Regions from separate parts of the Mus musculus genome. Here regions 2, 3, 4, 5, 6 and 7 are each linked to region 1. Evidence: chromatin contacts called from public HiChIP or PLAC-seq and promoter capture Hi-C data. All regions are on one chromosome and are shown on one strand. Each heading gives the region's core, a stretch centred on a gene start, on an enhancer-like site or on the middle of the called end of the contact. The rest is flanking DNA. Distances are from core to core; before and after follow the strand shown. Region 1 holds the start of Csgalnact1 (chondroitin sulfate N-acetylgalactosaminyltransferase 1). Region 2 overlaps Csgalnact1 (chondroitin sulfate N-acetylgalactosaminyltransferase 1). Region 3 overlaps Csgalnact1 (chondroitin sulfate N-acetylgalactosaminyltransferase 1). Region 4 overlaps Csgalnact1 (chondroitin sulfate N-acetylgalactosaminyltransferase 1). Region 5 overlaps Csgalnact1 (chondroitin sulfate N-acetylgalactosaminyltransferase 1). Region 6 holds the start of Lpl (lipoprotein lipase). Region 7 overlaps Csgalnact1 (chondroitin sulfate N-acetylgalactosaminyltransferase 1).

Evidence for each region. Promoter capture Hi-C pulls out the DNA fragments that hold promoters and counts their contacts. HiChIP or PLAC-seq counts read pairs in DNA pulled down with a chosen protein or histone mark.
Region 2: a promoter capture Hi-C map of the HPC-7 cell line shows a contact between it and region 1, with 6 times the contacts expected there. The contact joins the enhancer-like site here to the promoter of Csgalnact1 in region 1. A contact is called at or near these places in 16 of 39 promoter capture datasets (the 3T3-L1 cell line, 3T3-L1-derived adipocytes, the HPC-7 cell line and 9 more), 2 of 15 datasets of contacts at CTCF or cohesin (the NIH/3T3 cell line and large pre-B cells), 9 of 484 Hi-C or Micro-C datasets (the Ba/F3 cell line, the CH12 cell line, cerebral cortex and 3 more), 6 of 115 datasets of contacts at active chromatin or transcription factors (embryonic stem cells, forebrain, kidney and 3 more) and 3 of 9 other capture datasets (adipose tissue, liver and pancreatic islet).
Region 3: a contact with region 1 is called in a promoter capture Hi-C map of hippocampal neurons, with 4 times the contacts expected there. The contact joins the enhancer-like site here to the promoter of Csgalnact1 in region 1. A contact is called at or near these places in 9 of 39 promoter capture datasets (the 3T3-L1 cell line, 3T3-L1-derived adipocytes, the HPC-7 cell line and 6 more), 2 of 15 datasets of contacts at CTCF or cohesin (the NIH/3T3 cell line and large pre-B cells), 2 of 484 Hi-C or Micro-C datasets (the HPC-7 cell line and cortical neurons), 9 of 115 datasets of contacts at active chromatin or transcription factors (the NIH/3T3 cell line, bone marrow-derived macrophages, embryonic stem cells and 5 more) and 3 of 9 other capture datasets (adipose tissue, embryonic stem cells and liver).
Region 4: a contact with region 1 is called in an H3K4me3 HiChIP or PLAC-seq map of fetal liver, with 7 times the contacts expected there. The contact joins the enhancer-like site here to the promoter of Csgalnact1 in region 1. A contact is called at or near these places in 12 of 39 promoter capture datasets (3T3-L1-derived adipocytes, the HPC-7 cell line, the SN4741 cell line and 8 more), 1 of 484 Hi-C or Micro-C datasets (the C2C12 cell line), 7 of 115 datasets of contacts at active chromatin or transcription factors (the NIH/3T3 cell line, embryonic stem cells, fetal liver and 3 more) and 3 of 9 other capture datasets (adipose tissue, embryonic stem cells and liver).
Region 5: a contact with region 1 is called in a promoter capture Hi-C map of the HPC-7 cell line, with 4 times the contacts expected there. The contact joins the enhancer-like site here to the promoter of Csgalnact1 in region 1. A contact is called at or near these places in 5 of 39 promoter capture datasets (the 3T3-L1 cell line, 3T3-L1-derived adipocytes, the HPC-7 cell line and 1 more), 2 of 115 datasets of contacts at active chromatin or transcription factors (the NIH/3T3 cell line and kidney) and 2 of 9 other capture datasets (adipose tissue and liver).
Region 6: a contact with region 1 is called in a promoter capture Hi-C map of stem cell-derived epiblast-like cells, with 2.1 times the contacts expected there. The contact joins the promoter of Lpl here to the promoter of Csgalnact1 in region 1. A contact is called at or near these places in 2 of 39 promoter capture datasets (the 3T3-L1 cell line and stem cell-derived epiblast-like cells) and 1 of 484 Hi-C or Micro-C datasets (embryonic stem cells).
Region 7: a promoter capture Hi-C map of the HPC-7 cell line shows a contact between it and region 1, with 8 times the contacts expected there. The contact joins the enhancer-like site here to the promoter of Csgalnact1 in region 1. A contact is called at or near these places in 6 of 39 promoter capture datasets (the 3T3-L1 cell line, 3T3-L1-derived adipocytes, the HPC-7 cell line and 2 more), 4 of 484 Hi-C or Micro-C datasets (the HPC-7 cell line, astrocytes, liver and 1 more), 4 of 115 datasets of contacts at active chromatin or transcription factors (the HPC-7 cell line, forebrain, large pre-B cells and 1 more) and 2 of 9 other capture datasets (adipose tissue and liver).

The regions. Positions count from the first base shown.
Region 1 is chr8:68,732,546-68,736,888 of GRCm38.p6, forward strand. It overlaps Csgalnact1 (chondroitin sulfate N-acetylgalactosaminyltransferase 1), which reads right to left and starts at 2,601. Exons shown (of 10, transcript NM_172753.5): 1 at 2,481-2,601.
Region 2 is chr8:68,492,517-68,496,859 of GRCm38.p6, forward strand. The region is part of intron 3 of Csgalnact1 (chondroitin sulfate N-acetylgalactosaminyltransferase 1); the gene reads right to left. Among named protein-coding and RNA genes, the nearest start is that of 1700125H03Rik, 130 kb to the left of the region's middle. Within about 2 kb of position 2,000, at least 18 of the 459 cell types and tissues checked have an H3K27ac peak or open chromatin away from gene starts, as enhancers often do. A contact at or near this core is called in the HPC-7 cell line, where this site is marked.
Region 3 is chr8:68,512,786-68,517,128 of GRCm38.p6, forward strand. The region is part of intron 3 of Csgalnact1 (chondroitin sulfate N-acetylgalactosaminyltransferase 1); the gene reads right to left. Among named protein-coding and RNA genes, the nearest start is that of 1700125H03Rik, 150 kb to the left of the region's middle. Within about 2 kb of position 2,331, at least 29 of the 459 cell types and tissues checked have an H3K27ac peak or open chromatin away from gene starts, as enhancers often do. A contact at or near this core is called in cortical neurons, hippocampal neurons and neural progenitor cells, where this site is marked.
Region 4 is chr8:68,530,839-68,535,181 of GRCm38.p6, forward strand. The region is part of intron 3 of Csgalnact1 (chondroitin sulfate N-acetylgalactosaminyltransferase 1); the gene reads right to left. Among named protein-coding and RNA genes, the nearest start is that of 1700125H03Rik, 160 kb to the left of the region's middle. Within about 2 kb of position 2,488, at least 44 of the 459 cell types and tissues checked have an H3K27ac peak or open chromatin away from gene starts, as enhancers often do. A contact at or near this core is called in the HPC-7 cell line, fetal liver and hematopoietic stem and progenitor cells, where this site is marked.
Region 5 is chr8:68,588,373-68,592,715 of GRCm38.p6, forward strand. All of the region lies in intron 2 of Csgalnact1 (chondroitin sulfate N-acetylgalactosaminyltransferase 1), which reads right to left. Among named protein-coding and RNA genes, the nearest start is that of Csgalnact1, 140 kb to the right of the region's middle. Within about 2 kb of position 2,384, at least 23 of the 459 cell types and tissues checked have an H3K27ac peak or open chromatin away from gene starts, as enhancers often do. A contact at or near this core is called in the HPC-7 cell line, where this site is marked.
Region 6 is chr8:68,877,975-68,882,317 of GRCm38.p6, forward strand. Lpl (lipoprotein lipase) reads left to right here and starts at 2,581. Exons shown (of 10, transcript NM_008509.2): 1 at 2,581-2,866. The coding sequence starts at 2,779.
Region 7 is chr8:68,604,260-68,608,602 of GRCm38.p6, forward strand. All of the region lies in intron 2 of Csgalnact1 (chondroitin sulfate N-acetylgalactosaminyltransferase 1), which reads right to left. Among named protein-coding and RNA genes, the nearest start is that of Csgalnact1, 130 kb to the right of the region's middle. Within about 2 kb of position 2,577, at least 40 of the 459 cell types and tissues checked have an H3K27ac peak or open chromatin away from gene starts, as enhancers often do. A contact at or near this core is called in the HPC-7 cell line, where this site is marked.

The sequences.
Region 1 (4,343 bases), core at 1,351-3,850:
GCACGTCCTTCTCTGATGAAGAACGTTCAAGTTCTTTGCTACTGAAAGGACAGAAGGATGGGAACATATGACAGCCCAGGGTAATCCAGTGTACCAAGGAGGCCCCTAGTGGCAGAGCCACTACTCTGAGACCTCAGCTATTACAAGTTTTATAAGACCACTTTATCATGAGGCCCAAATCAATAGGTAATAAAGTCTACCTGAGCTCAGCCTCTTTAGTACCTCTGTTAGCCTTAATATATGGTAGGGCTATAATTTACAGTCCCAAGGTCCCTTCATCAGGAGTACACGAAGAAGGATGTGAGCTGAAGAATAACTTCATTGCACTGTAAGCTTCAAATCAGTAAAGGTGTAGGAAGTCCTTGCTGCTTGCCATTGAATGGCACAGGGTAAGCAAGAAAGGCAACAGCCACTCACAGCTTACTGTTTCTTCTTTGGGTGTGGCATCATCTTATTTAGCACAGAGCTGGGAAACAGGGAGACTGGGAAGTCCACTTCATCATCCCTAATCCTGATGATGGATTCTCAACCCAAAGAAACCCATGAAGCACTGCCTACTACCATTCTCGAGAGAGCCAACATCCAAGCAGGGAATATTATACAGGAAATCCGATGGTCTTCAGTGGTAATGACCTCATGGATGGATGCATAGATGGAGCATGAATCAACAAGCAAAAGATCACATAAAAGAAGGAATTATTATTGTTAATGCTTTAAGTGTCAAAGCATATCTAAAAGTATTTAAGAGAGGCAAAGGATAGCATTTGGGAGGGGTCTACTGTATCTCTGGGTGCTTAGAAAAGAATGTTATTTCACTCTGTCAAGTATTGTTATCAAATGAAGAATCTTGAAACCATTTAATATGTGACTGGCCCTGGGTCATGCAGCTAAAAAGTAGGATGAACCTCTTGGATGCCAGTTCTCCGAAACAGCAAACACAATCTCACAATGATGTAAATGGGTGAATCTAAACAATGGATATTTTTTTTCTTTGAAGCTCGCTAATATGGCTTGCAACTAGATATAGGAGATCTGAGACAAGAAGATGGAGAGAAATTAAAGTAATATCTCGTAATTTGGAGTGACAGCAGGTGTGTCCCAATCTGCAAAGTTCAAGCTTGACAATTACACCGTGCTAATTATTCAGACACTAATCACACAAGAAAACCTCAGTGCTTTAAGTACGTTCATGATTTTGTCTTAGGCTGTTTTAATAGCTGTTCTTCACCCTACGAAGCTCACTTCCTGAGCTCACCCTAGTGAAGCACATTGGACACATCCATTAGGTAGTTGATTCAATGCAGAGGAGTGATCATATATGTATTAGGTTCCTACAATGGGAATTGCCCATCTCATATTTTCTGGAAGCTCAACACATAATCCCTCTGTTACAGCAATCCCTCTTCTGTGTGTTCAGGTGACCTTTTATGCCTAGAGAACCAGTTACTCTCTGCCTTACACTTCTGTTTCCAAGTTTGTTAGACTTCTCTCCACGCAGCAGAACCCATAGTTTATTAATGCTCAAGGACCATAATAATTGGAGCTCTCTTGAACAAAAAGTGTCAACACAATCCAATAAACCCCGTGGAATTGCTAGGGTTTACTAGATATTTAAATTCTTTATAAATATAGAATCGTAGTTAGTTGTCTTTAATGACATTTAAGTCAAAACTGTGCCAAGTCGTTGCAATCTGAATAAAAAATGGATTTTGCAAAATACAGCCATCCGATCATTCATTACTACTTCATTTTTAGCGTCCACTGAGGATATGTACAATAGTGTTAACGTCTTTTCCTCCATAACTTCAGAATCACTGACGACAGGGGTACAGGTGCAGGAAGTGTGGCGGAAACAAACAACTTTGCCTTCGCCCAGCACAGCTTTCCTTTTCCTCCAGCCCTCGGAATGCCCCACTGCACCCCTAGACCATTCCCTGGAAGAGCTTCTCCCCGCCCCTGGCACATACAACTGCATGCAGTCACATGCAGATGTGAAGACCCTTGGGATCCAGAGAGTCACCATCGCGGCGGCACAATGCAGGGGAGCGTGCTGCCCACGGGCCACCCTCTTCATCACAGCAAATACAATCCAAAAACAGCAAACTAGAGGCACCCGCACATATGCCAAGGCTACTTTGAAGTGGGGTTTCTGGAGAGTAAGCCAACAGCTGGGGGCTCAATTACCGCTGAAGAAGCTGAGCTGGCCGTGGGGTGCGGCACGGGACCCTCGCGCGTCCACCTAGAGACACCGATCCCTCCACGCGCCTCGCAAGGGCTACAGAGGGCAGTGATTCCGGAGTCCTCAGCCCTAGGACAGCAGTGGTCTCTGGAAGCCAGCGGTGCAGGCGTCCTCCCGGCTGACAGAGAGCCACCCTGAGGTCGAGGTCGGGGGCAGTGGCGCGGACTGGAAAACGGCAGCGACACGCCCGCACATAGCGGGCCACACCCGTCCAGCCCTCAGGGTAGGGACCCCGACTTACCCCAGGCAACACTGCAGACAGCGGAGCCGGATCCCTCGGCTACGCTGCTCCCCTGCTGCCGCTGAACTTTCCCTCCTGCGAGGCGGCCCTGGGCTCGGCTCCACCTCCAGTTCCAACAGCCGCTGAGCCTCCAGGGACCCGGAGCAGTAGGGGGAGGGGGAAAGCGGGGAGCGCGGGCTGAACAGCGGCCAAGCACAGCGCCGGCCTCCGAGTGGGAGCCCGAGGAGCCGAGAGCTGAGAGGTGGGGGTAGCGTGGGCCTCAGGGCTGGGGTCGTGTATGGCTGCAGTCATCTAATTCCTCCAGGGCCAGTCTGCAGTGCGTCCCCGCTCCAGGTCCGAGCAGAGCAGGGTGCCCTGGTTGAGAGACTGTCACTGCAGGGAGCATGAGTGGAGAGCAGGGTCTCCTGTACCGTAGAGACTTCAAGTGTGATTGATCACCAACATCAGAGAAGTTGGCGATAGAGACTAGGGCACTGTTGGAAGTTGCGCCCCAACAGAGAGGGGGCATCTATCCTACAAGTTCGTCCCCACTCCCCAACTCATCCCCGAGGCATTTGCGCTGCTAGGACTGTCCTAATGGCTTGCCTCCAAAACTTCTTACACTCTACTTGAGAGAATTAATAAGATAGTCACTGTTTTGGGTGCCCTGAGTTGTAGTAATAAGGCCTTCAGTAAGAAGCTTTTATTTACAAAAGATCAGAAACCCCTTTAACCCTTCAGCCCCAACTGTGGCTAAGCGATGTCTGTAAGGACCTCTAGCGGCCACATCCCTACATCAACTCAGCTGAGATTCGTGGAAAAATAGAAGAATCCGTGTTTGCCAAATCACAAAACATACAGTGTAATTTTTCTAGCTGCATCAAAGTACTGCATGATAGGAAGATAACAAAGAGTTAACACTGCATAGATATGCACGTACATATGTGGACATCAGTTATTTCTCACAGATTAGCTCCTAGCATCCTCAAAAGGCAATCATATGGCAATTTCCATTTGCAGATGGACGTCACTAGGTGGAAGTCAGGGTTTTTTGATTTCACACTTAGTAGGTAGTCGGGCAACTTCTTCAGAGCTTTTGTCCTAACTGCCACTAAAGCATTCCTGTCTTCATCTACTGATAGGTTCTTCTAGTTCTGATTGCTTTCACCTACTGAAGTAGCTCTCATCTCTTTACTCAATGGTGTCTCCAGAATCATGTAATAAAGTTATACATAGGTTTTAGTTTGGAAAAATGGGCTAGAAATTCTGAGTATGCCATGGCCCCAGCACAGACATGCCCTGCAGGCTATGTGAAAGATAGAGAACATACTTTATATCTTGCGTGCGCCCGACTCAACCAGCAAGAATGACGCTGCAACAGGATCCTTCTGCACACGTTTATTGGGAGAGCTTGATTGCAGAAGCAAAGAGACCCCAAGCCCAGAACTTGTGCTGCTTATATAGGCCTAGGAGAGGCGTGTCTCACACCCAGATTGGTTATGCACTATACCTCATTTGCATGTTCCTCATCTGATTGGTTACTCTCTCTTAGTACCTCACAGAGTCTCATTATCATACCTCATTTGCATGTCTCACATCTGATTGGCTATACTCTCAAAACCTCATTATCATGCCCGGGCCAGGCAGTATCTTGGCAAAAAACTTTACTGCATATGTACACATTGGTTGTTTGTCCAAACTTATGCATGGTGGCCAGCAGTAGCCAGCGCCACTCTGCAACGGCACATGTGGCTTCCCACATTTATAGATACAATAATCTCTATTACTCTAAATAGAATAAAGAAGGGGACCACTTAAGGGTCGACTGTGGTTCCTTTATGGGTGTTTAGCATGTGGAGGTGCATCAGGTCACCACTTTCGAAC
Region 2 (4,343 bases), core at 750-3,249, 240 kb before region 1:
AATGATAGGCACTTTGCCTTGAGGCAGCTTTGAACTTTGACCCAGGAGGAAACCACACTCATGGCTCTGGGTGGGAAGGAAAAGGTGGCCTTTTTCAAACCTTCCTTCCTCATTCTGTCACCTTTATTTGCTCACCTACCTAACACCTTTGATAAAATTCATTTGACTTTTTTTTTGGTTTCTTTTATTTTCTTCTTCAATTATACAATGCACCCCACAGTTTCCCCTCCCTCCACTCCTTCCATCATTCAACCCCCAACCTCTTTTCTCCCCCAAGATCCATTCTTCCTCCTTTCCCCTTCAGAAAAGAGCAGATCTCCCAGGGATATCACTTATAACACTAAGACTAGACAAAATCCCACATGTCAAGGCTGGATGAGGCAACCCAATAGGAGTAAAAGGGTCTCAAAAGAATCAGAGACACCCCTGATCCCAGTGTTAGGAGTCCCACAAGAATACTGACTTAGTTATGGTTTTTCTGCTGTTAAGAGACACCACAACCAAGACAACTCTTATAAGGACAACACTTACTTGGGACTGGCTTACAGGTTCAGAGGTTCAGTCCATTATCATCAAGGTAGGAGCACAGCAGTTTTCAGGCATGCCTAGCACAGGAGGAGCTAAGAGTTCTACATCTTGCTCCTAACTTCCAGGTAGCTAGGAAAAGGATCTTCAAGCCCATGCCCACAGTGACATACTTCCTCCAAGGTCACACCGATTCCAATAAGATCACCTCCCCCCAATAGTGCCACTCCCTGGGCCAAGCATATTCAAACCACCACAAGTACCAAACTACATAATCATAACATATATGCAGAGGACATGGTGCAAACCCATGCAGGCTCTGTGTATGCTGCATCAGTCTCTGTGAGCCTCTATATGTCCTGCTTAGTTGATTCTGTGGGCCCTGTTCTTGTGGTATCCTCTGGGCCCTACAATCCTTCCCTCTCTTCTGTGGATGAGCTCTGCCTAATTGTGGTGTAGAACTTGGGGGAGTAGTCAACCAATGACCGGTCTAACTTAAAGCCTGTGCCACAAGAGGAAATCCATGTCTAACACTGCCTGGATGGCCAGGATCAGAAGTTGGATAGTTCATTGACTATTTTAAAAGCCAATTAATATTCAAAACAGGAAGATGCTATAATTTTAAAGTTATTTTACTTGACTAAATGTTTCTAAAGTAGTTGTGTTATTTTACAAAAGAAATCTTGTAGCCTCTCCTTAACTTATAATTCCGTTTCTTGATTAATTCAATTTCATATTCATGCCTTCAATAATGTGATTGAAAGAACCCAGATATTCTAGGAATATTCACCCTCAGATATAATTGTTCAATAAGCAAATAGCATGGTCTAATTTAAGTTGTTGGCAACAAGACCCAATTTCAACTGTACAGTAATCAAGTCAGAAAATTCTGGAAGCAGTCATCTTGCATGCACAAATTATGCATAACAGATTATGATAAACTATAATTTAAAAAAATCATAGTCCTATAATTTTTTTAAACACGGGTTTAAAAAAAACAAAAAACAAAAAAACAGAGAAATCTCCACATTTCTTATCTGAATGTCTTTATCAAGTGTGGAGCCTGACCTTTAATCATCCAGCTTACAAAACCATCCCTCCATACCAGCAGTCAGGGTTCAGTGCATTTTTAGACTGTTTACAAAAGCAAAATGCAACCTGCAGAGGGAAGTGTTAGCTCAGCTGCCTGGGGCTGTCTTCTGAAGGGCTTGCTGACAAGACTGGCCAGACTGGTTCTGCGAATGCAGTCTGTGAAGTTTCCTAAGCAGATAAGAAGGACTGTCCAAGTGGCAAGATTGGTTTGCTGTGCTGTGGTTGTTTGTCCCAACAATGTGACTCATGGTGGACATCTGCTTTCCATCTAAGAGCCTGGTAGTTAACAGTGCTTGCTAAGCAGAGAGTGCCTATATATTCTCCCCATTAAGACACTCCTACACCCCAAGACTTAAATGGGGGTGGTTGGGAAGGAAACCAGGACACACACATACTGTTATATTTTTTCATGGTAGAAGTGGCTATGTGCCTTATGTGCATCACATAGCAGTGGCATACAGATGCTCCACACGCTGCTGGTGTCTCTTCTTCCTGTCATCTACTGGTGAGTCCGTTCTCTCACACCACAATTAATCCAATCAGTGCACCTATAGGTTGATCCTGAGCCATTCCAGTGAATCACTTCATCTCCCAATAAGACCCAAACCACAAAATCAGCTCTTCTGTAGGAGTGGTTATTTTTCCGAAGGGGAAAAATAGAGTTAGCAACTATCAAATCTGCGCAATCAGTTTGGATTTTTAGGAGAAAGGTAGAAAAGTGTTCATTCTCCCTCCAGGAAACACAGGACAATCAAGTCGAGCTGATGAGACGGGGTTTCCATTACAGAGGCACAACTGTAACTTTTACGGGCTGCCTGCTGCCATTTAATTAATGGGAAGAGAACAGTTTGGTGAGTACAAGGACACAGCCATCAGACTATGAATTTAGAGAGAGACCCAAACAATAAATCTGCTTTCTGCCAGAGGCGACCAAATCAAACAGAGAAAACAGCTGCAGTGTGTGCCACCACCATGGAGTCTGGGGTTTTCATTTCTCAGATTCAATTTTCACAAAATATAATTGAACACATCTCACCTCCACTTTTAAATTTTATACAGCTTTTAAAAAATGGAACTAAATTATCACCAAATAACATTTATTACTCAAGTGCTGAGCACATTAGACACGAAAACACAGATGTTTAAAAAAAAATGATCCCCCCTCTCCCATAGTGGAGAAGAAAAACTTGTTCAGTTTGTTCATTACTTTAGATATGGAGAGTCCTGTTTCATTTTTAACTACTTTATAAATACATAAACCTAGACCAAAGCAATTTCAAATAGATATACACCTAGATGAACAATTCTGTTGCTTTGGAAACCTCTCTGACATCAAAAAATATCAGAAAGGATCTGAACCAGCCTTACCCAAATATTTTGTTATATTTCTTAAGTAAGTATGGGATATGGCCCCACAGCTATGCTGGGAAAATGTCAGGAGTAAATTAATAAATCTTTAGCACAAAAAAGTTCAACTAAATCTTGCATGGAGTTTTAACGCTACAGTGGGTCCCATCTTCATCCATTGTTCTAGAGAAGCTGTACACAGATCACCTCACCATGCAAATGGAAGTCATGTGTGCTAGGAAGAGAAAGTGTGGAGAAAAGAAAGCAAATAGACAGACAGAGAGTACGGGTATGGGACCTGTACTGCAAATTCACAAGAAGAAAGAGAATTCAAGACCCTGCTAAAAACAAAGTAAAAGAATACAGACCTGGGAGAATCAGTCTACTCCTATACACTGTTACTCTTAGTAACTCAGCTCCAAAGATAAAGGTAAGCTATGACTATGCAGGAACTCAAGAGAGCTCCCAAGAGTAGCTCTAAGTGGGCAAATCCAAGGAACCTGAATAAGTCACGTTTCTGGACTGGACCAAATTTCACCAGTATCTGGGCATGGGCTTTCTCACAACAGGTTAGCAATTACATGTTGATGTCTCCTCTGCTGTGGTTGGATTTAGAAATTCTTCTTAGATTAATAGTCACCCTGGAAACCCACTTTTCTGCAGGATTATTAATATTGAAGGATATTAATAGTGAAGCTTTAAGATTAAAAGGAGAGTTTGGGGCTGGGGACAGATCTCACACTATAAGCCTAGGCTGACTTGGAATTCTCTCTGAAAACCATACTAGTCTCAAACTCCCTATGTAGTACAGACAAGACTCAGGATGCACAGTAATCCTCTTGCCTCAACTCTTCTCTCAGCTCCATGTCCAGTGCTTAGACAAATGGAAAACAAGAGTGTGAAGATTTTTACAAGGACTTATTCTGGGATAGCAGCCCCTGGTATACGAATATTTCTCTGATAATAACTGATGCCAAAGAATCATGGACCTGAATCATGGACTTGAATGGCCAATATCCTGCAGGCCAGGACTTCACTGCAGTTTTCCATTCATCTTCAGTGTCTAGTACAACACTGCAAACATAGCAAGCACCTAATAAGGATTCTTATATAGTGAAATGAACATATAAATAGATATTTTACTTAGCATAATGTCCATGAGTTTATCCACATTATTACATGGTAGATATAATAAATTAAAATTGTGTTTTTCAAAAATTGCCAAAAGAGATTGTTTAATGTTTTTAACCAAAAAAAACTCTATATGGTGATAGATTTGTTAATTACTCTGATTTATATATCCCACATTCTAAGCATATCAAAATATCACTGTGCTTCATAAATATATACGATTATTTATCTACCAAAATTAAAATTTT
Region 3 (4,343 bases), core at 1,081-3,580, 220 kb before region 1:
CATGTGATATTATGCCTGGCCTTTTCACTCTTCCATCATCTCTCTGTGTGTTCGAGTGTAGTATATGTTTATTTATGAATGTTTTTCATCTTTACTAGTTGCTGTCCTGACCAAAGGCACACAGAGGCTCTTTTGAGGAACTCACTGACCAATGGCATGAGAGGGGTGGCTGACTGGAGATCATGGGGCTGGATATGGCAGGGAGAAATTATGGCAGATGGAGAAGACAGAACACACACCCAACTGGCATCTGTCACTTGCCTGATCTGTATGTTATTATTCAAAAAAGACTGAAAACAGAAGAGGAGGTGGGCAAGTAAAAAAAAAAAAAAATGAAAAGAGGACCAAATTTCCTGGATAGCTATTTCTACACAAAAAAAAAAAAAAAAGATAACCATTTACACTTAAGGACTCCATCTCATGAACACAAAACTTCCATTGTGTCCTCTCTCCCCAGATGCCAGTTTTTAATACTGAGGAAATTTAGTTCAAGCATAGGAATTAGAAGAGAGGAAATAATTATACCTAGCAACAAGTGAATCACAACTCTACTGTGTGCCCAGTAAGTGAGAATAAACAACTCAGTGAAAGGCCACTATATTCTTCCAATGAGTGGTCCTGATGTGGAAGGGTTTCCCACCTCACCCCATAACTCTAGAGCAAAGGCTACCAGTCAGAAAGGCCTACCATACAGCAGATAATCAGCTTTCCTAGTGCTTTCTTATGAATGACAAGACACTAAAGCATGACAAGAGAGGAAACAGACAGGAATCTCAAATGTCAATAAAGTAGAGAAGGTACAAAGTAAGAAAAGAGGTCTCCAAATATAAATTCTTTTAAAAAATTAGATATTGATTTTTAAAAATACATTTAATATTCTTAGTGGATTAAGAAAATACTGCATACTTAAAGAAATTATAAGATGCTATGGAGAATAGATGGGCAATACAAATTGAACTTCACTTCTTTCATCGCGTGCAGGGTAAATAACAATGGGCAGACATGGGAGGACTGGGAAGTAAGAGTGATCAAGGTGCTTGGTGTGAAATTCCCAAATAATTAATGAAAATTTTATGTTGAAAGAAGATGTTGTGGAAAAATAATTATATCACAAGAAAGTTAGTTGAATTTCCCTTTCCACATACAACTCAATGAATAAGTAAAATACATAATGGTATTTGGTCATTTTGACAATTTTGTCACCTTGACATAACATAGAATCACTTATGGAAAGAATCTCAATGAGGGATTGTCTAGATCAGGTTGATCCCTGGGCATCTCTGTGGGGGATTGGAGAACACTAGACCTCACTGGCAAGCCAGCCAAGACCAAGTGGCAAGTTCCATGCCATTGAGATACCTTGTCTCAAACAGGTGGATGCTACTGATAAATATCATTGCAGGTTGTCTTCTGGCTTCCACATGCACATTTGTGCACATGGATAGCACACACGTGTGAACACAAACACACTAAGAAAAGAACCATGACAGTTAGTCTTATGGGAGCCCAGAGGGTAGAGGTTGAAGAAAGGAAGTGAGAAACTCCGCTGCACCCGAGTTCCACTCTAAAGAGCCAGAACTCAGGAAGGACTCGGGTTTCACAATCAGACCATTTATCTGAAGTCCATTCAAATAAATGCAGCAAAATTCCTAAAGAATCCAATACAGAAATCAAGGATGACCTTAGCAGGAAATATCTGTGGCATTCAAACAGCTCTGCAGGGTGATACTAGGTAGGGTCTCAAACTGCTCTCTTTTAGACCTTACTGAACATTTGCCAGGCAGCCAAATCCAGGGAAACTGAGATCTAACTTTCCCATTTGTTTACATAATTAAGTATGCAGACACCTGCATCACCTTTGCCTAAACTAGGGTATGTCTCTTTGAAGAACTTATTCAAGCCAGGAACTACTAGAAATGCAATGGTCTAGAAACACATTTGCCCAAACATGCATCCCCTTGGTGACCTGGTCACAGGAGAAGTTACAGAAACTATATAAGAAAAAATCCTCAATATCACTTGCCCCCCCTTTTAAAAACACGTCTTCTGGAATGTCCTGTTACTTATTCCTCCACTTCCCCTGGAGAGAAGGGCGACAGTAAGAAGCCCAGAGAGCATGCTGCTTTATGCTTACATGAGAACACATATTTCATCACTGAATAAGATCCTATTTAAACATGCGCTTTTTGTTTCAGAAAGGAAAAAAATAAATGATAATCAGCACTATTGAAATCCAATAGATTTGCCTTTGGCATTAACACAGAATCAGTATTCGGTGTCACCGCACCACGGCAACGGGGACTGCTGACCAACGCTGCTGTTCTCTTGGCAACCTAATGAGTTGGCACAATGAGAACTTAGTATTATTTGCTCTGTTCTGTATGCAAGCTCCTATCTGATGCACTCAGCCGCTTGCTAATAGATTCTCTCTGCCTCTTTCTTGCTTTGTTTTTTCCTTCAGCATAATTTCCTTAGTATCAACACTCAGAGTTAATCCTATAGTCATAGTAATATATCATCAAACTTAAACAAGTCTAACTATAAAAAGGGCTTAGCTTGGAATCCAGCACTGCTCATCTGAGGGATTTACATAAATGCAGAGATGTCTGGAGTCTGCCTGCTATCTTATATCTGAGTCTTCTGTAAATACTTTTTTGCCTTCACTGTTAAGATATGTCAAGAAGTTCATGAGATCCTTGGATGTTAAGTTAAATGAATTTTAAAAGTACAGAGGGAAAAATAACCATTTTATTCCTTACCCTGCATTCCCACATTCATATTCTCTCTCTCTCTCTCTTTATATATATATTTGGGATCTTCCCTTACTAATTTTGCTTTAGCGAACAGACCCTCTGCTGTTCCTGGAAAGGTGAAAATTCCTGAAGAATGCTATATGCACTTATTCTTTTTCTAAACAATTCTTCTTCCAAATATCCACAGGGCTTCTCTCCTCATTTCATTTGGGCTTTGCTCAAAAGTCACCCATTTGCTGATCTCTTTTGTAACTATCTTGCCTAATACAACTGTCTAAGTCAGGGTTTCTATTCCTGCACAAACATCATGACCAAGAAGCAGTTGGGGAGGAAAGGGTTTATTCAGCTTATAAATATCCACAGGGCTTCTCTCCTCATTTCATTTGGGCTTTGCTCAAAAGTCACCCATTTGCTGATCTCTTTTGTAACTATCTTGCCTAATACAACTGTCTAAGTCAGGGTTTCTATTCCTGCACAAACATCATGACCAAGAAGCAGTTGGGGAGGAAAGGGTTTATTCAGCTTATAGTTCTACATTGCTGTTCATCACCAAAGGAAGTCAGGACTGGAACTCAAGCAGTTTCGGGAAGCAGGAGCTGATGCAGAGGCCATGGAGGGATGTTCTTTACTGGCTTTCTTCCCCTGGCTTGCTCAGCCTGCTCTCTTATAGAACCCAAGTCTACCAGCCCAGAGATGGCACCATCCAAAAGGGGACCTCCCCCCTTGATCACCAATTGAGAAAATGCCTTGAGAAAATTGAGCTGGATCTCATGGAGACTTTTCCCCAACTGAAGCTCCTTTCTCTGTGATAACTCCAGCCTGTGTCAAGTTGACACACAAAACCAGCCAGCACAATTGACCCCTTGTCAATTTGACACACAAACACATTACTAGTAAGCTTCAACCCTTATATTCTTATTCATCCCCAAGATCTAAATAACTTTAAAAGTCCCAATAGTCTTTACATATTAAAAGTCCAATCCCTTTAAAAGATCCAAAATCTTTTAAAATTCAAAGTCTTTTAAAAACTCAAAAGTCTCTTAACTGTGGACTCCAATAAAATATCTTCTTTCTTCAAGAGGGAAAATATATCAGGGCACAGTCACAATCAAAAGCAAAAATTAAACTCCAACCATCCAATGTCTGGGATCCAACTCATGGTCTTCTGGGCTCCTCCAAGTGCTTGGGTCACTTCTCTAGCCATGCCCTTTGTAGCACACATGTTGTCTTCTAGGCTCCAGATGCCTGTACTCCACTGATTTTGCTGTTCTTGGTGGTCATCTCATGGTCCTGGCATCTCCAAAACACTTCATGACCCCTTCATCCTGGGCTACCAATTGCAACTGAGGCTGCACCTTCACCAATGGCCTTCCATGGTCTCTCACAGTGTTGGGCCTCAGCTGCTAAGAAGGACCCCTTCATGCCTTCAAAACCAGTACCACCTGGGTGACTCTTACACATTACCAAGTCCTGCTGCAGCATGAAGTAAAACCTTGGTTATCTCTGGAACACAGCCTCTGTGCTCTCAGAAAAAACTTCCCAGAAGATATCACCTCAGCAATGCTGGTCTCTTCATAATCACTGCTAATT
Region 4 (4,343 bases), core at 1,238-3,737, 200 kb before region 1:
ATAATAAAATATTTTATTAAATTTTAATTATTTGTAATAAACCAGAATTTGAAAGGGGCAGACAAAATATGACGGGCAAAGTGTTTTTATTCACTGAGGCTAGGTGACAGGTTCATGGAAGTTCATTATATTTTATTTGTGTGATGGGAAAAATTTAAGAACAAAAAGATTTTATAAGAACCAGGGACTCTGTGCTCAAAAAATGCCGGGGGGGGGGGGGCTTCACTCATGCCTTAACAACATGGCTCCTTTAAAAAAGACCCAAATAGATACAACACCAACAGACATGCTAACATGGAAGTAGAAATCTTATGGGGCCCCAACACTAGATTAAAAAAAAAATAAGAAAAAAACAAAAAACAAACCTACAGGTAAATTAGGAATGCTAGGAATGGGAAAAATAATCTTCCCCAGGGATCAGTTCCTAATTGGTTATCCAATAACAGGAATACACACAGACACACACACGAATGAATGAATGAATGAATGAATGAATGAAAACTGGCCATTAATTCAAGAGGAAACAAGGGAAGGTATATGGGAAGAGGTAGATGAAGAACTGGAAATGAAGAAATGAGCTAATTATGTTTTAATTAAAAAAATAAAGGTATTTTTAAGTAAATAAGAAGAATAAAAGAACCCTGGGTTCTGGGGAGATGGCTAAGGGATAAAGTGTCCTTCCTGTCTTTTCATAGGACCCATTTTAGTACCAATTACCCATGTCAAGTCACTCACAACCACCTATGAATCCCAGCTCCAAGGGATCCAATGATGCCTTTTCCGGATCCATAGACACCAGCAAACCTATAGTATATTAGTCACTGAGACACATACACATAAATACAATTATATTTTTTCTTTTAAAAGGGACTATATATCAATGTCATGCCCATGACCATTCACTTCTGTTTTATGAGGATCTCAAGCTAGTGAGCTAATGGCTCAGATAGAAAAAGGGAGTTGAGCAGAGAAAAAGGAAGAACACTTCCCTTTCTTTGCTAATGGTGGAGAAGAGCCAAGCCTAGAAGGATTCCAATCTCAGGTATTGGTAGTCACTTTCTTGTGTCCCATTCTTCGATCTGACTGACCATGACTTCGCCTGGTAAGACTGTCCCTGTCTGTCATTGGTCATCAAAGCTGATACAGAAAGGGACCCAACAAGTCCTAACGTAAAAGATGGCCTAGTCAGCCATCACTGGAAAGAGAGGCCCATTGGACACGCAAACTTTATATGCCCCAGTACAGGGGAACGCCAGGGCCAAAAAGGGGGAGTGGGTGGGTAGGGGAGTGGGGGTGGGTGGGTATGGGGGACTTTTGGTATAGCATTGGAAATGTAAATGAGCTAAATACCTAATAAAAAATGGAAGAAAAAAAAAAAGACTCCCAGTCCTAAGCAGCTACTTTGAGTTCTGACGATCTCTCATCACCACCTTGCAGCACACTCCTGATTGGTAGCAAGAAGCACCTCCACTTTGATAAAAGAATCCTTCTATCTAACCTGATAAGCGTGCAAGCTAGTCTGACCAAAAACGGCCAGCACTTGTCCATGAGTGGGATGTCATCTGTGGATCTCTCAGAAGCCATGCATTTGGGCTTTTTCCTCTACAATTCATAATAACCATAACTGCTCTCATCAGCCCTCCTCTCTATGATATATTCACACTGGAGCAAGCCAGAAAACACAGCCTCTAAGTTGACATCCAATAAGAGAACATAGAATAGACTCCCTCCCTACAGGTCCCATGAACTATATGAACATCCACGCTTACTTAGGTCAAAAGCTTGCAGCCATCCAAACTCTGTTAACTTCTATAACTCCTGGTGGAAAAGAGAGAGGGTCAACATTTACTCACAAAGATTGGTCTGTTAAGAAAAAGTCCATCACCTCCTCTGACTCAGATTTCCTTTTATTATTAACTAGAAAAACATTTGGCCGAGTTGTATATCCTTTTCACCTGACAACGTTTAGGAGTTGTCACCAGCCTGATGGAACTGCACACCAGTTCTACTCTTAGGGCTGGGGGTGGGATGAAATGGCAGTAGCATGATGCCTAATTTTCACTGGAAACATGACTAGATAAAGAATCACCATCGAGACACATCTCTGGGCGTATCTGTGAAGGTGTTTCCAGAGAGGATTAACTAATGAGTAACAAGTCACCCTGAGTGTAGACAGGACCCTGTGGACTGGGGTCCAGGACTGAATAAGAAGGAAGTTGAGTGACAGAGACAGCTCAGTTAAGTATTTGCCTCACAGGCTAGGGACCTTAGCCTGATGCTTAGTATAAGATGCTTGTAATCCTAGCTTAGAGTAGGAGAATCCCTAGGGTTCACTGGCTAAGGAATCAGTGAGCTCCAGGCCAAGAGAGGCTCACATGAGATAGGAGAATACATCTGCACAAATAACCACCCTCTACCCTACCCTACCCCTGCTCCAAGCCACACCCACACCCACAAAGCAACCTGAGCATTCCTCTCTCTGTTTGCTGACTGCAGATATGGTATGACTGGCTGCCTCATATGCCTGCTGAGATGCTGATAGACTGGACCCTCCAACTGTAGGACAACATAAATGCTCTTGCCTTAACTTGCTTCTTGTCAGGCATCTGTCACAGCAGTGGGAAGTAACCTTAGGATGCAGTTAGCAACACTGGATATCCTGTTGCGTCTGTGAGGCTTCTGCGGTAGGCAGTGGCCGTACTAAATCAAGTGGAACACACCGCCACTGAATTTAAAAGACATGGAATGGGTGTGGGGCCAGGATCTGCCACTTCCCAGACATCTGACTAAGTGAGAAACAGTGTGTAGTTTAGCTATTGCTTTAACTAGAAAATGAGAGCGGTGACTGAGGAGACTCCCAGGTCCTCTGGAGCACTCATAGCTCAGGACTAAGCGAGGCTGTTAGTACCACCTCCTAGCAAACAGTTACCCAACCCCTTGCCACAGTTCAAATGTGAAATACAGAGCTCTGTGGAGTACAAGCTAAATGGACCCTGTAGGTGTGGCTGCACTGAATGGGAGAGTGGAGAAACTGATGCCAGTATGCTAGCTTGCTTCCCCCACTCGGCAGAAGGCTGGGACCTGCTTCTGGGTCAAATATCACCTTCAAGGGCAGCTGGGCAGCATGCAGAGGCCACTCCTGACAGAGGCACAACACAACACATAGGCTACAGACACCACTGTCAAATTCTGCTCTCCTAGGCAGACACTTGGCCCCTGGTATTTAGAGTAAAAATTTATCATAATTACTTTTATGTCTCTCAAGGTCCCAGCCCTGTTATGTGATCTGGGTCAGCTGTGGTCAGCAGCAAGGGCTGTGATAATCCAATGAAAAAAGTACATGTCACATGCAGGAACTTCCTGAGACCCTTCCTATATTTATAATCAGCCGTTTCACCCAGGAGAAAGATGTTTATCATCCCAGTGCCTTTCACATTAGAGTGAACTACCTACCCTCTATGTTCTTTTGGTTATCTGTTATGTCTCTGCCTTTTGGTTAAGATCAAGTCTATTTTGACCAGATTAACATGGTCTTTGTTTGTTTGCTTGTTTGTTTTCGAGACAGGGTTTCTCTATGTAGCCCTGGCTGTCTTGGAACTCACTCTGTAGACCAGGCTGGCCCCGAATTCAGAAATCTGCCTGCCTCTGCCTCTCAAGTGCTGGGATTAAAGGCATGCACCACCACTGCCTGGGTAATATAGTCTTTCTATTAAAAAAATTCTAAATGACCCATCTCTTCTAGTCTTGCAATGCTCACATAGCTTCTGGGGTGATTAAGCTACAGTAAAAGTACCTGAATCCCTAACCATGAAATGGCTTCAACTGCATTTAGGAGAAATTATAAAGGTCCAAACTCACCTCCATTCCTTTCCTCTATCCCATTGCCCACATGTCCCCTTCTGCACTACTGAAATGCCAAGTATACCCTGGCATGCTATCAGTTATCAAAGAAACCAAGTTATTAGTTCTGAGTCTCTACATTGACTGTGCTTCTAGAAAGTTCTCTCCGTCTGGCTGATTCCTTTCCAATTCTGTTCTCAGCTAACACTACTAAGTGGACACATTCTTTAAAACCTTTTCTTATGGTCACATTACTTGCTTGCTCCCTTTAATAACTTTCTTTACTTTTCCATTGCAGAATTTATAATAACCTGAAATTATACAGAGATAATCAGTTCAATAGAGATAAGTGACAAATATATATCTCTACTACAAGACAGTGACATCTTCAGAGGCAGGGATTCTGCCATTATCTTCAGTCTCTACCCAAAAAAAAGCCAGTAACTAAACAAAAATATCATGATTTTAACTTGAATACAATGAGAATATTTTATATACCTCCA
Region 5 (4,343 bases), core at 1,134-3,633, 140 kb before region 1:
AAGCTCTTGCTTCTATTCAGTTGCTTGTGTGCTTCCATATACTTCCTTTACACTGTAAATAAAAGAGGTAGTTTTTTTTTAGAAATTCAACTGTCTATTTATTGAAATAATACTGAGCTATAATGCACATCCCTAAACCTAAGTGCTTTAAAACAACAAAGGTTTTATTCTCTGAATCACAATCTAATAGTTATTGCATTGAGTTTGAAGTTTCTTCCCAGTGATGATGCAGGCTATTAGGCTGCTTTCATCTGGTGCTATTACTACTCTTGCTTTAGCACTGATGTGATGCCAATCTAGGCAGCAGAGACCAGGAGTACTGCAAGAAATATAATCATTCAATTGTTTCAGTCTGGAAATTACTTGGCAACACCACTCAACTCTGATTGGCCAGAACAAATCATATGATACTATCTGGGAAGTGCAGCTAGCCCTCCAGATTCAATGGTTCTCCATCTTCACATACACCAAAGAGTGACTGCCAAATACTTAAGGGGGGAAAGTTGCATTATTGCCAACCTATGTATATTACATACTTAGGTCTATGGCGGCTATGTCCAAACTGAGTATGTACAGAAATATTTTGCTTGTAATTGCTCCCTAAACTTTACAGTGACAACAAATAGAGCACTTCTATCATGCCGGGTATTACACATCATCTAGAGATGATCTAACATAGTATCCAGGTCCAGTGTTTTGATATTGTGACACAACAGTGTCATCTTCAAAGTTCACAATCAAGAACAATGCAATCAAGTTACAAAAACATCATTTTAAAAAATCTCTTATTTTAAGTAAGTTTAAAATTTTGTGGTGGATTGCACTCTTAGCTATCCTAGGGTATGTGTGGGTATTTTTCGTAGCTTCTTGAAAGTCTAAAATAATTTCAAAATAAAAATTTTTAAAGAGCTAAGCTTTGTTGTGTGCGTCCTGTGTCCATGCTGCAGAGAACATTATATCTAGCAGCACATTAAATCTCTAGATCTTTACAGGAGATTCTGTGCTCATCCCATTTAACAGGTGAAGAAACTAAGTTTCAGAAAAATGAGGAAATATAGGGTAGGACACTGTTGCTAAGTGGATTACATAGGAGTCACAGCCTAGAAGCCCAGTTCCAGAGACCTCGATCTTAATGAAGATGTATTTATTGATTCGTTTGATTATAGATAGAATCTCACTATGCGCTAGGGCAGGATTAAAGCTCTTAATCCTCCTGTCTCAACCTCCAGAATGCAAGAATCAAGCCTGCAATAAAGCAATGATATTTATTTGCCTGTTTGTTTGGAAAAAAAAACAAAACAAAAACAAAGAAAAGCCAGGACTAAGAAGCAATCATATAGACGGAAAGGAAGACATTAAAAACTGCAGGTGTGAACTATCCAGGGCATGCAAGAGGCTGGGAGGCAATCATCTAGAACAATCTGCATCCGACAGAAAAGGCAGAGAGAGCATTCTGATCAGCAACCTGCAGTTCTAGCAGGCAGAGGGCAGCTGACAGAAGTAAGGGACCACTTCAGAGGGATGCTCACAGCTTCTCTTTGAGTAGGTCAGAGTAATTTGGGACTATTTAATCTAGGAAAAGTCAAGAAGGGGTTTAATTGCTACCTTTTGTAACGGCTTTTGAAAGCATGTCCAGAGGATATAGGACAAGTGTCAGAAACGAATTGAAAAAATAGCGTTTAGTTTGACATCAAAAAGTGTTTTTATATCCTTCTAAGCAAGGAAAAACTGGGACACATTACACTGTTCCTTTTGAGAAGGATAAATGGAGTGGGGTAGAGGCTGGGAATGAAGCCTGCCTTGAGCAAGGCCCTAGGTTCAAGTCACAGCACTGAAAGAAAAATAAAAAGGGAAAATGATATTAAAGCAGGTGGGAAGGCACGGCACGTGCAGAGGTAGGCCCCACATAAGGTGCTTCATGTGTGTTAGCCGTTCCTTCCCTGCAGCCAAATGCAAAGCGCATGTGGTCATTCCCATCTTACAATTTAAGGGATGTGAGGTGAGGCCTGCCTAAGGCAACTTAGTCACTCCCATGCAGAGGGGGTTCATACCTCTGCTGTCTGCTATTACTCCCAGGACTCTCCACTCATTAAGACACTAATAATCTGGAGAGGGTTTCAGAGGCCTCTGCCTATTAGCATCTGACCCAAGCCAATAATAAAATCTCATCCCTTCAAGCTGCAGACATTTCTGTATCTTTCAATGCCACTAACAGATTTTACATCAGTCCCTGCCCTCATTGCAAGTTAGGCCCTTCTTAGAGGGAGTCAGTTCAGTCCATCAAGTTAGCCTTTGCTTTTCCTGTACCATCCTCCCTAGAGCACCCCCGAAGGGGATGACGAATAGAATTAGAAGACAGAAAAACGGAAGAGGAAGTTCATGCCTCCCTCTCACAGAGAGAAACATTGAGCAACCTAGATATAAAGCGGAAATGAAGGGAGACCCTGGCTACTGGGGAGCCCAGCCTCTGGAGATTTTAAAAACAAAACCACACAATGCAGAGAAAGCCACAGAACAGCAAGTGTCCCACTGGGAAAGGCTCTTCCCATCCAGGCCAACAGGATCAAAAACAGGACACTGGCCCTGAGACTGACCTTGGACAGTTATAGATAATGATGGTTGAGATGCCAGAGAAGGTGTGTCACCAAAGTTCTCCAAGTGGATGTGTGTGTATTCTAATGAAATCGTATTTGAGGAAACTGATATTGGATCATATAATTTTGTTGAGTTTTAAATGAAAAACAGATTTTTCTTTTAGATACATTGTAGTTTTATGGAAAACTGGGCAGGAACAACAAAGCTCTCATATATTCCCACATATCTCCCTTAGGCTTCATTAACATAAGTATTTTTCGTCAGCTTGGGACACTCATTACAATTGATGTGCCATCGTCAATCCATTCATATTGACAAAGCCTATACTCTAATGTAGCAGACACATGGACTCTGCAAGGGCATGTGCTCACAATGCCTCTTAGTGTCACTGCCCAACAACTGTCTTGTGTTCCCACGACCATCCCTCTTAACACCAAATATGCTAGCCCAAATAGTCTTGTTCTTCATTCAGTCAGAGTCACACAGTAAGTAGCTTTTTCAGACTGACTTCTTTCATTAAGCAAATGTATTGGTTTTTAAGTTTCTTCTATATCCTTTTATGGCTTCATAATTCTTTTTTGCATGGACTTTCTCTCCCAAAAAACAGTTTTCAATTGTTGGATATATTGAACAGAAATATTGAACATTCACCAGCTCCTTCTTCTCACACATATTATTCTGTTAGTTACTTTTCATTAGTGTGATACACTTTTTCACAGTAGCTATTTCAATATTGATGTATTATTATTTTAAATGTGTATAGTTTATTTCAGGGCTCATTGACGTTTGGCAAGTAATAGGGTTACAGATTTAATTCTTTTTATCACTAACTAATATTCTACTGAAGAAGTATGTCACAACTTGTTTATCCACTCTCATACTGAAGAACAATTTGTATGCTTCCAATTTTGATAATTATGAATTATGTGCTGTGAACAATCAAAAGCAAGTTTGGGGCTAGGAACATCATTAACATGTTTGTATACTAAGGACATCAAGATCACAGTTACTGATTCAGACTGTGTTTGCTTTTATTAAAATCCTGGCAAATTAAAAAAGGATAGCAATATATGTCTGTAATCCTAGCACTTGGCAGTGGGGACAAGGGGACAAGAAGTTAAACATCATCTCCTTGGCTATATATCGAGTTCAAGAGACCCTATCTCCAGAGAGATAGACAGAGAGAGAGAGAGTCAGAGAGAGAGAGAGAGAAAGAGAGAGGGAGAGAGGAAGAGAGAGGAAGGAGGGAGGGAGGAAAGGAGAGAGAGAGAGAGAGAACACACGGAGGAAGGGAAATTACCTTTGGACTCAGCTGTACCATCTTCCATCACCCTATCTGAGAATGAGCACATGTCCTGCCCCATATCACATCCAGCAAAAACTTGGCATTGCTAGTACTTTAGATTCCCTCTATTCTGATAGGATTAAGGCAGTATCTTGTTTTTGTTTTTGTTTTTTTGTTTTGTTTTGTTGGGGTTTTTTTTCAATTTTTTATTAGATATTTTCTTCATTTACATTTCAAATGCTATCCTGAAAGTCCCCTATACCCTCCCCACACCCTGCTCCCCTATCCACCCACTCCCACTTCTTGGCCCTGGTGTTCCCCTGTACTGGGGCAGATAAAGTTTATAGGTATCTTGTTTTTAATAAGTGTTTCCTTTACAAAGTATTCCAGTTCAACTATCCAAAGAAAATATTTTAAATTTGCCCCGTAATTATCTTTTGTAGACACCCCATTGCTGCTGAAT
Region 6 (4,343 bases), core at 1,331-3,830, 150 kb after region 1:
TTCCAGTCCAGGGACTAGGCTGCCCTTCCCCCAGAGGCTCTTCCCTATATAATCCAGACATATTGTGTGCCCCTCTCCCTTTATCTCTCTCTCCTTCCCTTTCTCCCTCTCTCTCTCCCTCTTTCCGTCTCCCCTTTTTCTCTTTCACCTCCCCTCCTCCACCTCTCCATGGCGACTCCCCTGGCCTCAATCCTTTGGGCCTGTGAACTCACCTAAGAGCAACTTCCCAATAAATCTTCCTTGAGCACAATCTAATCTGGCTTGAACTGGCTCATTTCAGTGGTGGAGAAGTGACCTATCACTTAACATCAGGAAAGTAGGAAAGTGAGTGTTTCGTAAGCGATACATATTTGGTTTTGTACTTAAATCGATTTTAACTATAGCAGATACCAAAGTGCCCTACCCTAAGGGTACTTTTTTTTTTAACATTTGAAAATGCTCAGATTGTTCAAACATAACCTTTTTTTTTTTTTTTTTTTTGTCTATTACAAAGAAAAAGTCAATTTCAGAAAAAGCCAAGCCTCAAGCTATGCATGGCCAAATAACCTTGTGGAAGTCTGGGCATCAGACTTGTCAGAAGCTCACAGGAGCCTGACCTGGAGCTCATGTGAGCGTCTGCGGGGAGAACTGGGGCACCTGACTAAGGCCAGCACAACCAATCATGAACAAGTGTGGCTGCCACACCTACCTGCCCACCACTTGTCCCCTGGAGAGAGGCCAGCGTGTCTGAATTCCGTGTTAGTTCTTCTTGGAAATCTGTGCACCGTACTGGTCATGCAAAGTGACAATATAGGCCAGTATAAGTCAGGTTCACATATTATAGAAGCAGCTTCAACAAACCATAGATAAGTATTTATCTCTGGACTCTTGAGTGCTTTCTGTGATCAGTTAACTGGAGAGGCATTTTTAAAATGCATTGTGTTAGATGCCCCTTTGCCCCTTTATTAATCTCATAAAATCTTGAAGTTCTCTGAAAGTTCCAGGTAGCAGTGCAGGTCGGTTTGGAGTCTGATCAAATGACTTTTAAGCTTGAAATTCGGCTGTGTGGCTATTCTAGATAAAACACAAAGCATTTCTACACTTCTGTTTTTATGTCTTTTATGCCACTGCCATGTTTTAAAATTAGAGCTTCCTATATACTTCTTTCAGAGGTTGGCCATATTCTAGTTATGTGCCCTGGAGTATCTCTGCCATTTCCAAAGTTGTTCAGTGGGGTTTCGCTCTTGCCAACTTTCAAGATCCACCACATGCGTTGGAGCCAGTAATGAACGTGGATGATGCATTGCTTAGCGATTGCAGTGCAAGATGAGATGGCGAGACATCTGGCTGGAATTCATCTACACAACAGCATGTTTGGCTTTTATCTGATAGTTGTGAGAAATTTAAAAAGCGGGCTTATATTAAAGTATATAGTTTTTGATCCCCTTAACCTCCAAGGGTGTGTGTGTGTGTGTGTAGAGAGAGAGGGAACCATCCTAAAAATATTGAGATCAGTAAAGAGAACTAATTTTTTGAGGTGGTTTCTCAGCATTAAGGTGGGGAATTTAATGTTTATTGGTTTTTTTTTCTAGCTAATCAGCACCCTTTTCATTTAAAAAGATACTTGCAGATGAGCACAGTATATGATGTGCTTTTATTTTTCTTGCTTTTCTACAAACATGTGCTAGTCCACTTTGCAAAAGCTCAGTATTCACCCTTGCAAAGTACAATTTAATATCAACGCATCAACATAGCTGAACAATGATAAGCATAATGGAATTTGGAATATTTCTATCATGCTCCTCACCCTGCCCCCACACTCCTAGCACCCCATATCCCCTCGCCCTGGAACATCACTAATCTATGGACTGTCTTTGTAGGTTTGGAATGGTCATTTGGCATGGCCTCTCCCACTGAAAATCCAGGATAGCTTAAAATGTTTGACCATGACTTTCTGCCTCTGAAAATAGATGTTATTCTTGAGTTTCTTGCTGAATTAAAGGATCGAGTACAATTTACATAAGGCAAAAATTAGAAACTAGTTAAAGCAAGTGGGTCTTTTCTTCTACTACAGAAGGAGACCCATATTGCCAAGATACAAAGCAGACCGTGCAGGCACCATGCGCTGAGCAATATGTGTCCTAAGGTCCCTTTGGCGCGTGGGGACCTGTGGGTGGGTGGGGGAGGGTGTGCGTTTGAAAGGATCTCTCAAGTTTAACAAAGATTTATCAAAAGGTTGTATGTGTGTGAGTGTGAAAGTGTTAGGTACACGCTGTTTAAGAGCAAAACTTCTTCCCCTTAGAAAACGGATCGTAGACTACTCAACATAAATCAGTGTAAACCCCTCCTCTCTGCCTCTATAGGGGTCCCTAGGGACCAGATTCCTCCCGGTAGGCAAACTGGAGTCTAAACAACAAGCAAGCTTTCCTTCCTGCCCTTTCCCCTTCTTCTCGCTGGCACCGTTGAGCCTCGTTACCGTTTGCTCAAATATTTGGAAGTGCATTTAGAGTCCTCCCCCCAACTTATGATTTTATAGCCAATAGGTGATGAGTCTTATTTGCATATTTCCAGTCACTTAAACAGCTGTGCAGTGGAAACAGTGTCAGACTCTCGATTTCTCCTCCTACTCCTCCTCCGAGGAATTCTGCCCCTTGTAACTGTTCTGCCCTCCCCTTTAAAGGTTGACTTGCCCTACGGCGCTCCACCGCGCTCCAGTCCTCTTGCGCCTCCTGCTCAACCCGCTCCTGACTGCCCCACGCCGCGTAGTTCCAGCAGCAAAGCAGAAGGGTGCACCGGGAGATGGAGAGCAAAGCCCTGCTCCTGGTGGTCCTGGGAGTTTGGCTCCAGAGTTTGACCGCCTTCCGAGGAGGGGTGGCCGCAGCAGACGGTACGTTTTTCGCGCCAACTCCCCCTACCCCCACCTGCAGACCCGGACAGGACCACTTTTTCTCCATCTGAAGATGGGAGGGAGAAAGTTGGAAGTACGTGCATGCACTGGGACTCCCAGGCGCAGTAAATTCCCGGGAAGGGTGGCTGGAATGGAATCCAGGAGGAGAAGGGAGAGACTCTGCCTCCCATCACGCTACGGCGACTCTGGGTTCCCGCTTTTTTTTCCTTTCTCCTGAGTTCCCACTCGGTCTCCTGCTCTCTCCCGCCGACTGCCATCGCAGGGAACGGCTGGGGCGTGGGGTGTGGAGCCTAGGATGGGGAGACGCAGAGGCCGAGCAAAGCTGTAGTGACCGGTGGTGACCTCCCTATAGGGAATAGGGGTGCTGAATGCAAGGCACGCGGGCCAAAGTGACCCTAACTTTGCTGGGACTGCGGGTCAGACCCCTCTAGAAGCGGGAAGAGTGAATCGAGGGTGCAGGTGGGAGGACGCGTTGTGTGCATTCCAACTGTACAGGGCGCTGTCGCTCTCGGCGGGGGGTTGTGAGCTACAGTGAAAGTGGGAGTGCGCGGTGGCGCCCGGGAACGCGTGGCGCAGAGTCCTGGAAGCTGGCGTCCTGCAAGCGTTCCTGTGCTCGGCTTAGCTCAGTACTCAAGAAAGCCCAGAAATGAACCTACCCTCCAGAAAACGAGGTTCAGCCACCAGCCGACTGGAGCCTGTGGCTTGGAGGTTGCCAGTTCAGCTCTGTGTCCTTTCCTTGCTGTCCCAGGAGAGGCTCGCCCTAAGGGAGGCGCTCAGCTAGCTGAGAGCACATGGGATTCTCTAGAGCCTAAGGGAGATCGCTTTCAACACTAGGTGAAAAAAAAAAAAAAAGCGGCCACCTCCACGGCTCTGCCTGCTCTCTGCCTAGAGAAGACTAGGGTCAGTAGCAAGTTGCTTTATGGCCTTGAAGTCGAGACCTGCCCACAATTGAGAAGCCTTGTAACTTGAACCTTGATTGAGCTAACAGAACACAGACTCAAAATGTGACTGAACTCAGTCGTAAAAGAAGGCTGGGGTTTCCTTGTGTTGCTGCTGGTGGAATCGCCACGAGGGTGGTGTCCCCTGGAGGTGCTCTAAGGTGGCACATCCGCAGCCTAATTCCAGTCTTAGTGGAGTCTATGACTGCAGCTAAAAGCTTGCCTTTATTTCTGCGTATAGTTGTAAATGTCTTGTTATCAAAGGAAAGAGAATCCATCATGGCAGAACTGCACGAAAGAAACGAATCCTGGGTGTTTTGAGGATACTGGAGATTCTGCCTCTCCGGTGGCAGGTTTGCAACTCTGGTTAAGAAAATAGGAGCAAACTTTCGATTCACATTTCAGAAAGTATACCATAGTAGAACACGACTTTTACCGTAAACTCCCATAGAAAAGGTCGCCTACATTTTTAGGTTTTGCTAAAGGTTCCTTTAGAAGCTCTGGACCCAGCTTCTCAG
Region 7 (4,343 bases), core at 1,327-3,826, 130 kb before region 1:
TGCCTGCTGCCCTAGGGCAATCACAGCACCTGAGGAGAGATGTTCTGACATGCTCCACAACGTGCAGTCTGCCTGCAGGAGTCTGGAGTGGGGGTGGGAGGGAGGATGGATCCAGGTTGCTTCCCTGTCCAGCTTCCCTGTGACTTCCTCTGATCTCTGGTGTCACCAGGTAGACAAACTTCCTACCCTGGATAGGAAGAATCTCTGAAACCATCCCTACCCACTTGATATTTGGGGGTTACTTCAAAGAAAGGGGCTTTTAAAGTCCTTTTTAAGTTTCTTAAAAATCCTTTGTTCCTTTTTAAGTTCTATTTCTTCTATGTCTGAAAAGTATTATCAGGTCCCGTATGACCCAATTGTTGTGTGTGCATGTATATATACATGTGTGTATACGTGCACAAGAAGGTGAAAGGTCACCGTTGAATGTCCCCCTCACTCAGTTCCTACCTTGTTTTTGAGACATGATATCTCATTGTTCTGGAGCTCACCAGTTCGGGTAGGCAGTCACCCAGCATGGTCTCTGACTTTCCAGTACCATGGTTCCAGCAACCTGCTGCCCACATGGCTGTTCTCCCAGGTTCTGCACACTGACCTTGGCTCCTCACGTTTATGCAACAAGAATTTTACTACTCAGCCTTCCCACTGCTCCATGGTTTGCAGGTCTTATACACTTAGTTTCCTTTTCCACAGCATCTAAAGTTTACTTGTGTTACAACCACACAGTCAATAGAGGCATCTTCCCCCTGAGACCTTAACAGAATTCTTGTAGAATTCTCTACTGAATATATGTAACCAGAGTCACTCTGTTCAGAGTTTTCTGTGCTTCTTCCTTGATTATGAAATGCCTTGTTCCTATACTGTCTTCAGCTACTTGGAATCCTGGAGACAGCATTCCTAGTGTGCTATTTGTTCAGGAGAGCAATCTACTGAACCTGCCATCTACTTTCATAGCATCCGGGGAAATTTTCTTCCCTAAGGACTCCTGTCCAGGTGGACAGAAAAACCAAACCATCCCCTTTCCTTAAAAAAAATCTTTCTTCTATACATTTGGAGGTAGCAATTTTAGTATTTTACTAATAGCAGCAATTATTCTTTTTTATTTACCATAAGCAGTTGATAGTACTCTTATTTTATGACTTTTCTTCCTAGTTTATGATAATATTCCTTTTTTTCCAATGATAATGTCATAAGCCTCATTTTCCCTTCTGTTAGGTCTTGATTATTCCCCAACAGGCTGATATTTAAAATAAAAACATTTAAAACTTTATCTTAGCATAACAGTTAATATGACTGCATGCATAGAAGAGAAAATAAGCCTATAGAAACTGTTAATGTTATCCCACACACATTAAGTCTAATGCAGCTTATCTAGCTAGCAGTTGCCCTTCAGGGTTGATCTGATGGTAAAGTCAAATCTTGGTTCTTAAAAGGTAAAATAAATAAGAGGATGGGCAACTCAGAATCAGCATTTCACTGTTAGGGCAGGGCTAACATTCAAGGGTCATTTGTATCTGACAGAAAAGATAACCAGGGAAGTTCTATACCCTTTGTGTAAGAGTCAACTCTAAATTATCCCTATTGATTTGCTTGCTATTTTTGTCTTTATTGCTTTGTCAATGACCTACAACAGCTGCATATTTAAGGGGTACAACGTGGTGTCTTGATTTATGTGTTTACTGTGTATAATTTTTAAGTATTTATTTTATTTGTTGCTATTATACTGTAATTACATCATTACCTGTTACCAATTTCTCCCTCTAAGCCCTCCCATGTACTCCATGTCCCTTCCTGTCTTTCAAATTCATGGCCTCTTTTTTTTTTAATTTTTCTTACACACACACACATACACACACACACACAAGCTTTCATACATAAACACGACCTGTTCAGTCTGTATTATGATCCTTGTATGTGTAAGTTTTCAGGGCAGACCATTCGGTGTTGGAGAACCAATTGATACACTCTTCCCTGGGGAAGGCTATTTCTTCAGCTCTCAGCATTCCTTAGTTGCCTGCAGTTCTTTGTGTAGGATTAAAACATCATGACCTTTCCCCCATATACATTAGCATGTCTACTGGTGTAATCCTTGTTGTCCTTGTTTAGGTCAGGTTTATGCTGCCATGTTGATGGACTTCATGGCTATAGCCTCTGACATTACTAGGAGACAGACTCTCACAGCAAACTCCCTGACTCTGTCTCCTACAGTCTTTGTACTCCTTTCACAGTGATCCCTGAGCCTAAAGTACAGGAGTGATAGTGTAGATATAACAAGTACGTCAATCAAAATTGAGCATATACTTGAACCAACTCTCAAAAGGGCCCCATTCTCATGTCTATTATATCACCATTTGTAGTTAGGAGATAAAATCATCCTAAATAGCCATAATGCTGAGTGGATATGCGGGTAGAATTTGTATATACAATGGAAAGCTACTTGGCCATAAAGAAGGATGACATTCTGTCATTTGTGACAACATGGAGAGACTGGAAGTCGTTATATCGTTATTGTTGTATAACATGCCAGAAGCCAGGTGCCTGGTGCAGATAATTAACTAATTACCCAGAAGATGCTTATGCAACTCCACTCTAGGTTATCAGTTTAAAACAGGAGGCAGAAGCTAGATCAGGCCACAGGAAGTGGCACTGGCTTCTGTCAGCTTCTAGGAGGAAGCTGGAGGGGAAGATAGAGGAAAACCTTGGCTGCCAGCCTAAGCTGACAGTTCCTGGGAAACAAAAATCGTCACATTAGGATTCAGTCCTAGCTTCCCAGCTTTAGTGTGTGCTGAACCACCTGCAGGCCCCTTCCCTGCCTTTGCATGTGAGGGCATCCGCTCATCTTTCAGGTTTCAGCTAAGAAACATACCCCTGGACCAATTTCTGCCCAAAGTGAATCCAGGACTCCCAAGGGCTGAGCAGAAATGGAAGCAGGTAAGACCATCTGAAGGGCAAGAGAGGAAAGGACCCTCCCCCAAGTTGTCTGTCCCCACCAACACTGCTTAACTTGTCTCTAGGTTCAACCATACCTCAGACACACCCTTCTGTTTTCTGTCCTGTAAGATTTTTAATTTCTGCCGGCTCATTATCCTAATTGGTTATGGTTTTTAATAGCACACACAAAAAGTTATCATACCACAAAGTAAATCATTAGCTAGAGGAACAGAAACAATAGAGGAGAAGACATTGAAGCAGAGAAGAGTGCTTGAGCTGTAGTTACCACAGAAATACAAATGTACAAAAGAACTGGAACTTAAATAGTGCGAGGAGTGGTTATGTAAGTGAAAGGGAAGAAGAGAAATGTTACTGAGAAGTTACTTCTGCAAGCCAGGAGGTACAGGGTGAATCCATCAATCATATTACAAAGGAGCACCACCGGGCCTCTGGGGAGATACTTTGTAAATCCAACAGACTACTAACACTTCTGTAGACCACAGGCTGGCATGAAAGCACTAAAAAGATGTAGGTAATTTCCAAGGTCAGTCAAAACCACCACTTACCATTTAATGAAAGTTTTAAACACTACAAATGCCCCCATTTTCTCCCCATCTTTTATGGTTTAGCAATAAGGAAAGGCTGTCCATCATGGTAGTCCATTCCTTAATGAGCCCTCTCTGACTCTTTAGGACTTTACAAAGAATAAAGGAATGGGAGCAAATGCAAATGTTTTACTAGCCTCTCTAAAAGAATAACATTAAAGAGACACACTACCCAGTAATGAAAATGGCTGACTTAAAGGAAATCTCATTCTCAGGAAGACCAACTATAGAACAATCAACAGTAACAGGCTTTATGTCCAAATGGGAGAGCAGGAGAAAGGTGTAGTATGCTTACCCTTGGTTAATAAGGCTTATACTGACACAATGGGGCCTAGGGGTGCTCAAAAGGCAGAGTTTAAGAAAAAATTATGCCTTTCTAAATAATAATTAATGGCAGTATTTTTTATTCACAAAGTACCACAGAAAACATCTTCCCTTCTGATCCCATTAATTCGCTACACAGAAACCTAAGCCAGGAAGAAAGGTCAAAGGGCTGCTAAACCTATGACATCACATCTGAAGCAATGTGAAAGCTGTTTTGTTCTGCACAAAACACCCTAGAGCCTCAGTTCCCTAGCTGCTGTCTAAACAAGAGCTGTTGTGCAGGCCCTAGGAGAAGAAATGCTCCTAAATTGTGAAGCTTGAGAGCTTCTCAAACCAGGAGATAGAGTCTGAGAACTAAAGCCTTACAGTCCTTAGTCAGACAGAAAGCTGAGGCTGCTAACAACACTGACAGACTTTTTTTCCTTTCCTTTCCTCCTCCAGGAAAGAGCTCCTTTACTTAAACCATAGGTGAGTCACATCTGTTTG